2 separate regions of the Ovis aries genome follow, and region 2 is linked to region 1. The links are chromatin contacts, called in public Hi-C maps. All regions are on one chromosome and are shown on one strand. The core of a region is the stretch at or near the end of the contact, and the rest is flanking DNA. Distances in the headings are between cores, read along the strand shown. Region 1 holds the start of DNAJC1 (DnaJ heat shock protein family (Hsp40) member C1). Region 2 holds the start of PIP4K2A (phosphatidylinositol-5-phosphate 4-kinase type 2 alpha).

What was found. Hi-C and Micro-C count contacts between places; a contact is called where the count stands out from the background.
Region 2: a contact with region 1 is called in a Hi-C map of hypothalamus, with 7 times the contacts expected there. The contact joins the promoter of PIP4K2A here to the promoter of DNAJC1 in region 1. A contact is called at or near these places in 2 of 16 Hi-C or Micro-C datasets (hypothalamus and skin fibroblasts).

Annotation. Positions count from the first base shown.
Region 1 is chr13:22,561,863-22,565,864 of ARS-UI_Ramb_v3.0, forward strand. DNAJC1 (DnaJ heat shock protein family (Hsp40) member C1) reads right to left here and starts at 2,016. Exons shown (of 12, transcript XM_004014216.6): 1 at 1,522-2,016. The coding sequence starts at 1,749.
Region 2 is chr13:23,210,028-23,213,938 of ARS-UI_Ramb_v3.0, forward strand. It overlaps PIP4K2A (phosphatidylinositol-5-phosphate 4-kinase type 2 alpha), which reads right to left and starts at 2,338. Exons shown (of 9, transcript XM_060397330.1): 1 at 1,938-2,338. The coding sequence starts at 2,078.

The sequences.
Region 1 (4,002 bases), core at 766-3,265:
GCTACTACGTTTCTATATCCTCTTAAAGGGGCTCTTAAAAGGTTTCCTTGAATAAGTAGAAAATATCTTTCAAAATCTTTGGATAGGTTAAGCGTGAGACTCTACCTACAGAATTTAATCAATTTTCGTAAATTCTAATAAAAAATATCCTCAGTATTAAAGGCGTTCTTAAGAGTCTTCAGAGTTATATTTCACTAATGATTCTTACACATATTGCATCACTATTTACTTTGAAATAAGGTATACTTTGTCTCTAACTAGCAGTAAGTGGCCCAGATTAAAATAATGAATACAGACAACACGAAATTGTTTGCGTGTAAGAATTTTAAGTGTGCAATGTTTAAATTACTTCATAACTCTTACAAAATTGAAACTCGTTAAAGTCATGGTGCCGCAGCAACAGCATTTTTATATTCATTTATATTTAATTGAAAAGTAAATTTCCATTTGGTGTTAAGCTGAACAGTTCACACACATTTATGATAACCTGTTGGGGCGAAATGTACATTTGACCTCTGGTCACGGCAAGTGTGCCCTGAATAACAGTTGTGGGTAAACATTAAAACCTTTTTGCCCCCTTACTATTCAAAGCATTTTTATGAAGGGCTCAATCAGAAGGTCTCAAATTCTTTCACCGCATAATCGTTAAACCAGTGAAATGGCATCCTCTCAGTAACAGTCATTCAGCACTCCCAGAGTGAAAGCAATCAGGAAAAAATAAAAAAAAGGACAAGTTCAAGTCGAGCTGAAGAAGGAAAGGAAACGAAATGAAAAAGAAAACGATCCTGTGCTACTGGCTGAGCTCCTCTTCCTGGAGCACCCCAAGTGTCTCTACTGCCCCAGCACTTGATGGCTCCTTCTCCGACTTCCCGAACAACACGGTAGAGGCTTCAAGCTCCTGCAGATTTCTAAACGGGGCTATGAATGCCTAATCCAACAGGCTACACACATTACAAAGTACAGTGCGAGAAAAACTTCTGCAACCCAGACGCCAACTAAAAGGCATTCCAACCTTTCCGGAAAGACAGGAAAGGAGGCTCTTAAAAGGATAAGGGTAAGTGGGAAGGTGAAAATTTACAGGGAGACACGACTACCTTTCCACAATCAGAGAGGCAGGAAGAGAAGGGGTTTAAGAGTCAAAGATCTACCCCCACCACTCCTCCTTCCTGCAACACAGGAGGGTGCAAGGATCTCCCCCAGAATGGCAGAGGAAAGAGAAGGGATCCTCACCCCAGGCTGGTGGCACCGTCCAGCCTGTCACGGAGACCGGAACTTGAGAAGGGAACCCGGGCGGTGAGGGACTGGGGAAGGCAGGCCGTTCCCTCTGAGGCAGGTTAGAAGACCGTGGTCAATCGGACAGAGGACGGCAGCCGAGCCCAGGACGACCAAGTCTTGCCCCGCGAGCCGGGCTCCCTCGGAGAAAACCTGGTCAGAGCCCGCCCCACCCCCTCCTTTCCGCCCCGACCTGCAAGTTTCTGCCCGAGAGATGCAGCCTTCGAGCGAGCGGGCGGCCCCACTTACCTGCTGCACCCCGAGGAACTGGTAGAAGTTGAGCTGCACCTCCTCCACCAAGTCAAATAACTCCAGGTCTCCGCTCTCCCAGCCGTGCGCCGGCCCCGCGGCCGCCAGCAGCAGCAGCAGCAGCAGCAGCAGCGGCGGCGGCGGCGGCGGCCTCGGCGGCGGGAACGGCACGAGTCCCGGCCGGCGGCGCGGAGGAAGCCGGGCCAGCCGGGAGCAGGGCGCTGTCATCGCGCCGGGCTCTGAGAGGTCAGCCGCCGCGCAGAGCCGTCGGCCGAGACCCGGGGACGTGGCGGGCAGAGCAGACTGTGGGAACACTGCTTGTCAGTCAGAAGCACGGGCAGCCGCCCCGGAGTCTCCCGCCCAGCGCCCGGTCCTGGACAGAAGGCAGGGGCGGCGGAAGACGGCGGACGCTTCGTCCAGTGAGAGCGCGGACGGAGCCGCGGGCGGCCCTACCCGCCGCGGACCCTCACCCTTTACCCAGGCCTACAAACAGCTGGCGAGCCAGCGCCGGGCGTTTAGGTAGCTCGCCGAAAGGGGGAGAGGCTTCCCCTCGCCTCAGCCTATCCCAGGCCTCGCTTCCGGTGACATCACGTCTCCTAGCAACCGCGGGAGAGGAGGCGGGGCCGGAAGTAGGGTAGCCGGAGCCCCAGACCTGGGCCTCAGCAAACCGCTTCTCTCCGCGACTATTGGCACAGATTAAGGGACGTGAACGGTTACAGACATCGCGCATCTATCTGGAACGTCCCACGCATCCGTGAAACAGCTACCTTCTTATCCTCCCCCAGATATTGAAAACTAAAAGCATATTTGAAAACTGAATTTTTGATTACAGCCTCTGTTTCATACATTTCATTATTCCATCCCCAAAAATACAGGAGGAATTGAACCCAGGGCTTGAAAGGGGCAAATCTAGTGAGCAGTCTAAAGTTTCCTTTTAAGAGAGGTGAAGAAGAGATAAAATTTGAACCAAGACAAAAAGTATACTTCTAATAATGAAATAATATTTACAGGCATAATACTACAAAATAGACAACCAGGTAGAAAGTAATAAGCATGACAGACATTCAAAATCTTAAGGGTAAGTGAAGCTTATCCACGTTAGCCCATTGACAATTGGTGCTCTTTTCCCAGTTGTCTATTATTAAAGACATTTAAGCTAAAAACCTTCTCTCTTTTCCACCAATGTCTCATTTCCTATTCTTTTTATCCCCTCACCACTATTGCTTTCTTTTGTGTGAAGCTTATTTTCTTCTTAGCTTTCTCACATTTCTCCTCCCTGACTCCCTACTCTTGCTGAGGAAGTAGAAGGGAACAAATAAATCCTTGAATAACTCAGGATGCTTTAGCAGTTTTGAGAGTTTTATCTCCTTTTTCTCATTTTGGATCCCACCAGTTGAATTAAGCTCAATAGGATAATAATAAAACTTTCATAGTAAAAAGTGTTGTGTTTGACAGAGGTTAGAAGAACAGTATCCAGGAGGTAAATCTTACTTAAATCCTTTTATTACTGTAGAGTTTAAAAAATATTTTTAAATAGTTATGAATGCTTAAAAATAATACAATATAATGCTTGAATTAATCCTATTTTAAATTCATAGTGAGGCTTAACTTTCAAAGATACAAGAACAGGGGTATCTTAGTACTCAAGGGCTGCTCAAACCCTCTTCAAAGGCTGCTCAGTATACCACAAACTGGATGTCAGCATGGTCAAGTTCTGGTGAGAACCCTCTTCCAGGTTTCATAGGACTTCTTTCTTATACCTTCACATGGTGGCAGTGTGGGGGAGGGGGACAGAGATCTAGTGTTTCCTCTTATGCAGAAAGCGAAGAACTAGAGAGCCTCTTGATGAAAGTGAAAGAAGAGAGTGAAAAGGTTGGCTTAAACCTCAACATTCAAAAAACGAAGATCATGGCATGCAGTCCCATCACTTCATGACAAATAGATGGGGAAACAATGGAAACAGTGAGAGATTTATTTTCTTGGGCTCCAGAATCACTGCAGATGATGACTGCAGCCATGAAATTAAAAGTCGCTTGCTCCTTGAAAGAAAAGCTATGACCAACCTAGACAGTCTAGTAAAAAGCAGAAACATTACTTTGCCAACAAAGGTCTGTCTAGTCAAAGCTATGGTTTTTCCAGTAATCATGTGTGAGAGTTGGACTGTAAAGAAACCTGAGCGCTGAAGAACTGATGCTTTTGGACTGTGGTGTTGGAGAAGACTCTTGAGAGTCCCTTGGACTGCAAGGAGATCCAACCAATCCATCCTAAAGGAAATCAGTCCTGAATATTCATTAGAAGGACTTATGCTGAAGCTGAAATTCCAATACTTTGGCCACCTGATGCAAAGAACTGACTCATCAGAAAAGACACTGATTCTGGGAAAGACTGAAGGCAAAGGGGATGACAGAGGATGAGATGGTTGGATGGCATCACTGACTCAATGGACATGAGTTTGAGCAAGCTTCAGGAGTTGGTGATGGT
Region 2 (3,911 bases), core at 1,088-3,587, 650 kb after region 1:
ATTTCCAATTAGCAAGAAATTCTAAAACAAATGTAGCAATTAAAAAATACAAAGTATCAACAGAAGTAGTTACAGTAACACACGATTACAAGGTTTCTAAAGTAAACTGGAGTTGGGACTAAATTCCCAGAGAGCAGGCTCTTTCAGGGGCATGTTATCACTACTAGTTTAGTAAGTTAAACCATCAGACACAAACACTCTCCTGACCAAAACACCAGCACTTCAAAGGAGATAAAAGCATCCATACATACAGAACTAACATTAATTTAAAAAAAAAAGCAACTAACGACAACATAATTTTAAGAAGCTTAACAAATTTAAAACATAACTCTGAACTGTACACATATTACATAAGAAAAAATAACATTTTATTTACTGTAATAAAATGGGGCGGGGGTGGAGGATGATGTAGTAGTGTCTGCTGTTGCAAAAGCCTGCTAAAGAAGTTGTCAGGAAGTTAAACTTCAGTGGATCAGGCATTAGGCTTGATAGAAATAATCATGTTTCAACCTTCTTAAAAACAGTCACATCTTACAAACACAATCAATTCTAACACAGTTTCACCTTTCCCCCAGCTCAGCTAGGGAAAGAAAAACACAGATACGATGTTTTTGAACCATTTCAACTAAGTTCATTACATTGAGAATGTTCTTTTAAAAGACCAGCATGGTTTTCCGTCATTTCTATTATGCTGTAAAGGGCCCATAGACATCCATCGAAATCTAAAGTACGGAAGACAAGCTTATATACACTTATCCCCAGACGCCGATTGACTGCAGTGGGTAGGTCATGGGCAAAATTCACAGGCTCATTGAAACTTTCACGGCTCAGCCAACAGCTCCTATCGGGTTTCCTGATCCTAAGGTGATTAAAACTGCAAGAGTTTCTCGCTGTTAAGATCAGCCGGAGGCTATTTCGGACCCTCAGACCGCAGTCCGCATAGCCCGCAGCCGCGCATCTTCAGCACCTTGGCTTGTGTATTAGGCTAACCTTTCCAAGCCAACCTTCGCAGGCCGTCTCCTCCAGCTTTTGAAATAAATCCCCCAAACGGGTGCAGTCAACTCAGCATCGCCTTCCACCGCACCCGCCGAGACCCTCCCTCCTGCGGTCATCCCCAGGCCGCCCTTCCGCAGGCGGCGACTTCGGCCTGGCTCCCCAAAGTGGGGGAGGAGATGTGCGGAGCAAGACGCCCCGCCAAGCAGCTCTTCAGCAGGCTCAGCGGCAGGGCGAGACGGGAGGGGAGTAGGGAAAGATGCTAAACGCCAGTGCCATATTTATATTGCCTTTTTCTTTGCCAGAAAGATTCCTTGTGTCCAAGAATATAGCCTTTAAAGGGGAGGAGGGGCGGGGAAGGATCTAAGCACTAAGCCTCTGCCCAAAGCTCCGCGATCTCCAGTATTCTCGCCCCTGTCCCTCGTGCGGGAAGGCTCCAGACACTCCCAACCTCGGACAGGTACACCTGCCCGACGGAGGAGGACCGGGCCGCCCCCGCAGAGGAAGGGATCGCCGGCACTCTGGCCCCAACAGCCCCCGCCAGCAGGGGTGACAGCCCCGGCGGAGTCGTGCCCCGCACAAACTTCCCAGTTACCGGGCTGCGGGGACAGATCGGCCGGAGAGCGGACGGACGGCCTGGGGCTGATACCGGTACTCGCCGCAGGGTTCAAATGCAAATTGGACCCTCCCGTCCCGCATCCGGCCCTACGGTCCCAAGGGGATCCCGGAGGCGCGCCCGGGCGGCCCCGAGGGGCGGACGCGAAGCGCGCGGGGCTGGGGGCACCCGAGCGCCGCGGCGAACGGGCAGCCCCGGAGGGCTAGCAGCCGGAGGGCCGGGGCCGGGCTCGGGCTCCCCGCCCCGCAGCAGCTGCAGCGAGAGGAGGAGGGGAGCGAGGAGGAAGAGGAGGAGGAAAGGGACTGCGCGCCGCAGCCCGAGTCCTTACCGAGTGGTTTACCCCCCACATCAGGACGCTGAGCAGCGGATCGCTGGCCCGAAAGAGCTTCACTTTCTGCGCGACGAAGTGCTTCTTCTTGGTCTTGGTCTTGCTCGCCAGGACGGAGGACCCCAGGTTGGGGGTCGCCATGGCCGCCGCCTCTGTCCCCTCCACCGCCGCGCTCCCGAGGCCGGGGACCCGCCCTCTCTACACGCCGGCCCGGGGAGGCAGCCGCATCCCCCTCGGCGGCGGCCCCGGCGCGCCGTGTCCCCGTACGCCCGCCGGTGCGCTCGTCCCGCGCAGCCCGCGGTGCCCGCTTGGCCGGGCTGGCGAAGAAGGCTGCGCTCGGCTCGCGCCCCGGCTCGGCTCCCGCGCCCGCCCGCCCGCGGCTCCGCGCTCAGCCCGCGGCTGGACCAGGCGCGCCGCGAGCGGCTTCCGCGTTGGGCGCCGGCGTCATGACGCAGGGGGCGGGAGGGCGCGCGGGCAGCAGCTGCGGCGCCGCCAGGCGGGGCGCGGCCGCGGGACCGTTAAGCTGCGCCCTCGCGCTCCGTCTCGGCAGCCGCGGCCCAGCAGCCCCGGGGGCGCAGGCGAGCTCCGGGAGGTAGCTCCCCGCGGGCCGAGGAGGCCGCCGGGTGGGCGTGCGACGCGGGGAGGGTGAGAACTCCCGCGCGGCGTCCTGGAGAAAAGAGCGAAGGGTGGGGAGGTCAGAGGACAGGGGCCCCCCAGAGGCGGCGGTCAGGCGAAGAAAGGAGGCTCCGCGCAGCGCCGCTTACCCGTGCCAGGAATGGGGAGAGCTAGTGAGACCTTGGGACGCTGTGGAGACCAGGGCTTCCCTAGCACCGAGGGAAAGAGCACAGCGTTGGCCGCCTCCCGAAGTGGTCCTGCAGTGACCTTATTAATCCTTCTGTGCCTCTACCCATCCGGCCTTTTGGACCCCGAACTTGAGCCTTCCCACAAGCCTGCAGAAGTGAGACTCCCGTCGAAGCTGCTGCGCTGTCATTACCACCACCGCCAACACCCTCCCTTAGACAGGACCCAGCATTCCTCATCCAGAGCCTTGGGTTTGACCAGGAGAATCACACCCTGAATTTCACCTTCTAGCTCAAATCCTTTGCAGTGTTTCCTGTACCCCTTCCTTTTATCCATTCCACTCATTCAAAAAACTAAGATCATGGCATCCGGCCCCACCACTTCATGGCAAATCGGTGGGGAAACAATGGAAACAGTGACGGACTTGACTTTCTTGGGCTCCAAAATCACTGCAGTTGGTGACTGCAGCCATGAAATTAAAAGACACTTGCTCCTTGGAAGAAAGGCTAGGACCAACCTATACAGCATGTTAAAAAGCAGAGACATTACTTTTCTGAAAAAGGTCTGTCTAGCCAAAGCTATGGTTTTTCTAGTAGTCATGTATGGATGTAGAGTTGGACCATAAAGAAGGCTTTGTGTGGAAGAATTGATGCTTTTGAACTGTGGTATTGGAGAAGACCCTTGAGAGTCCCTTGGACTATAAGGAGATCAAATCAGTCAATCCTAAAGGAAATCAATCCTGAATATTCATTAGAAGGACTGATGCTGAAGTTCCAACACTTTGGCCACCTGATGCGAAGAGCCAACCTATTAGTAAAGACCCTGATGCTGGGAAAGACGGAGGCAGGAGGAGAAGGGGGCCACAGAGGATGAGATGGCATCACTGACTCAATGGACATGAGTTTGAGCAAGCTCAGGGAGATGGTGAAGGACAGGGAAGACTGGCTTGCTGTAGTCCATGGGGTCGCCAAGAGTTGGACACAACTGAGGGATTGAACACCACCACCTTCCAAGAAATCTTTTCATTGTCTTCATCCACATATACCTAAATTTAACCCTTCTTAGTGACTACCTCAGGAAGCTGCCATTCCAAGCATGTCTAAAAACCTGCTATCCCTACATCTTCCCCAGTTATCATACTGTTCTAGGCACTTGCCCTACTCAGCCCACTTG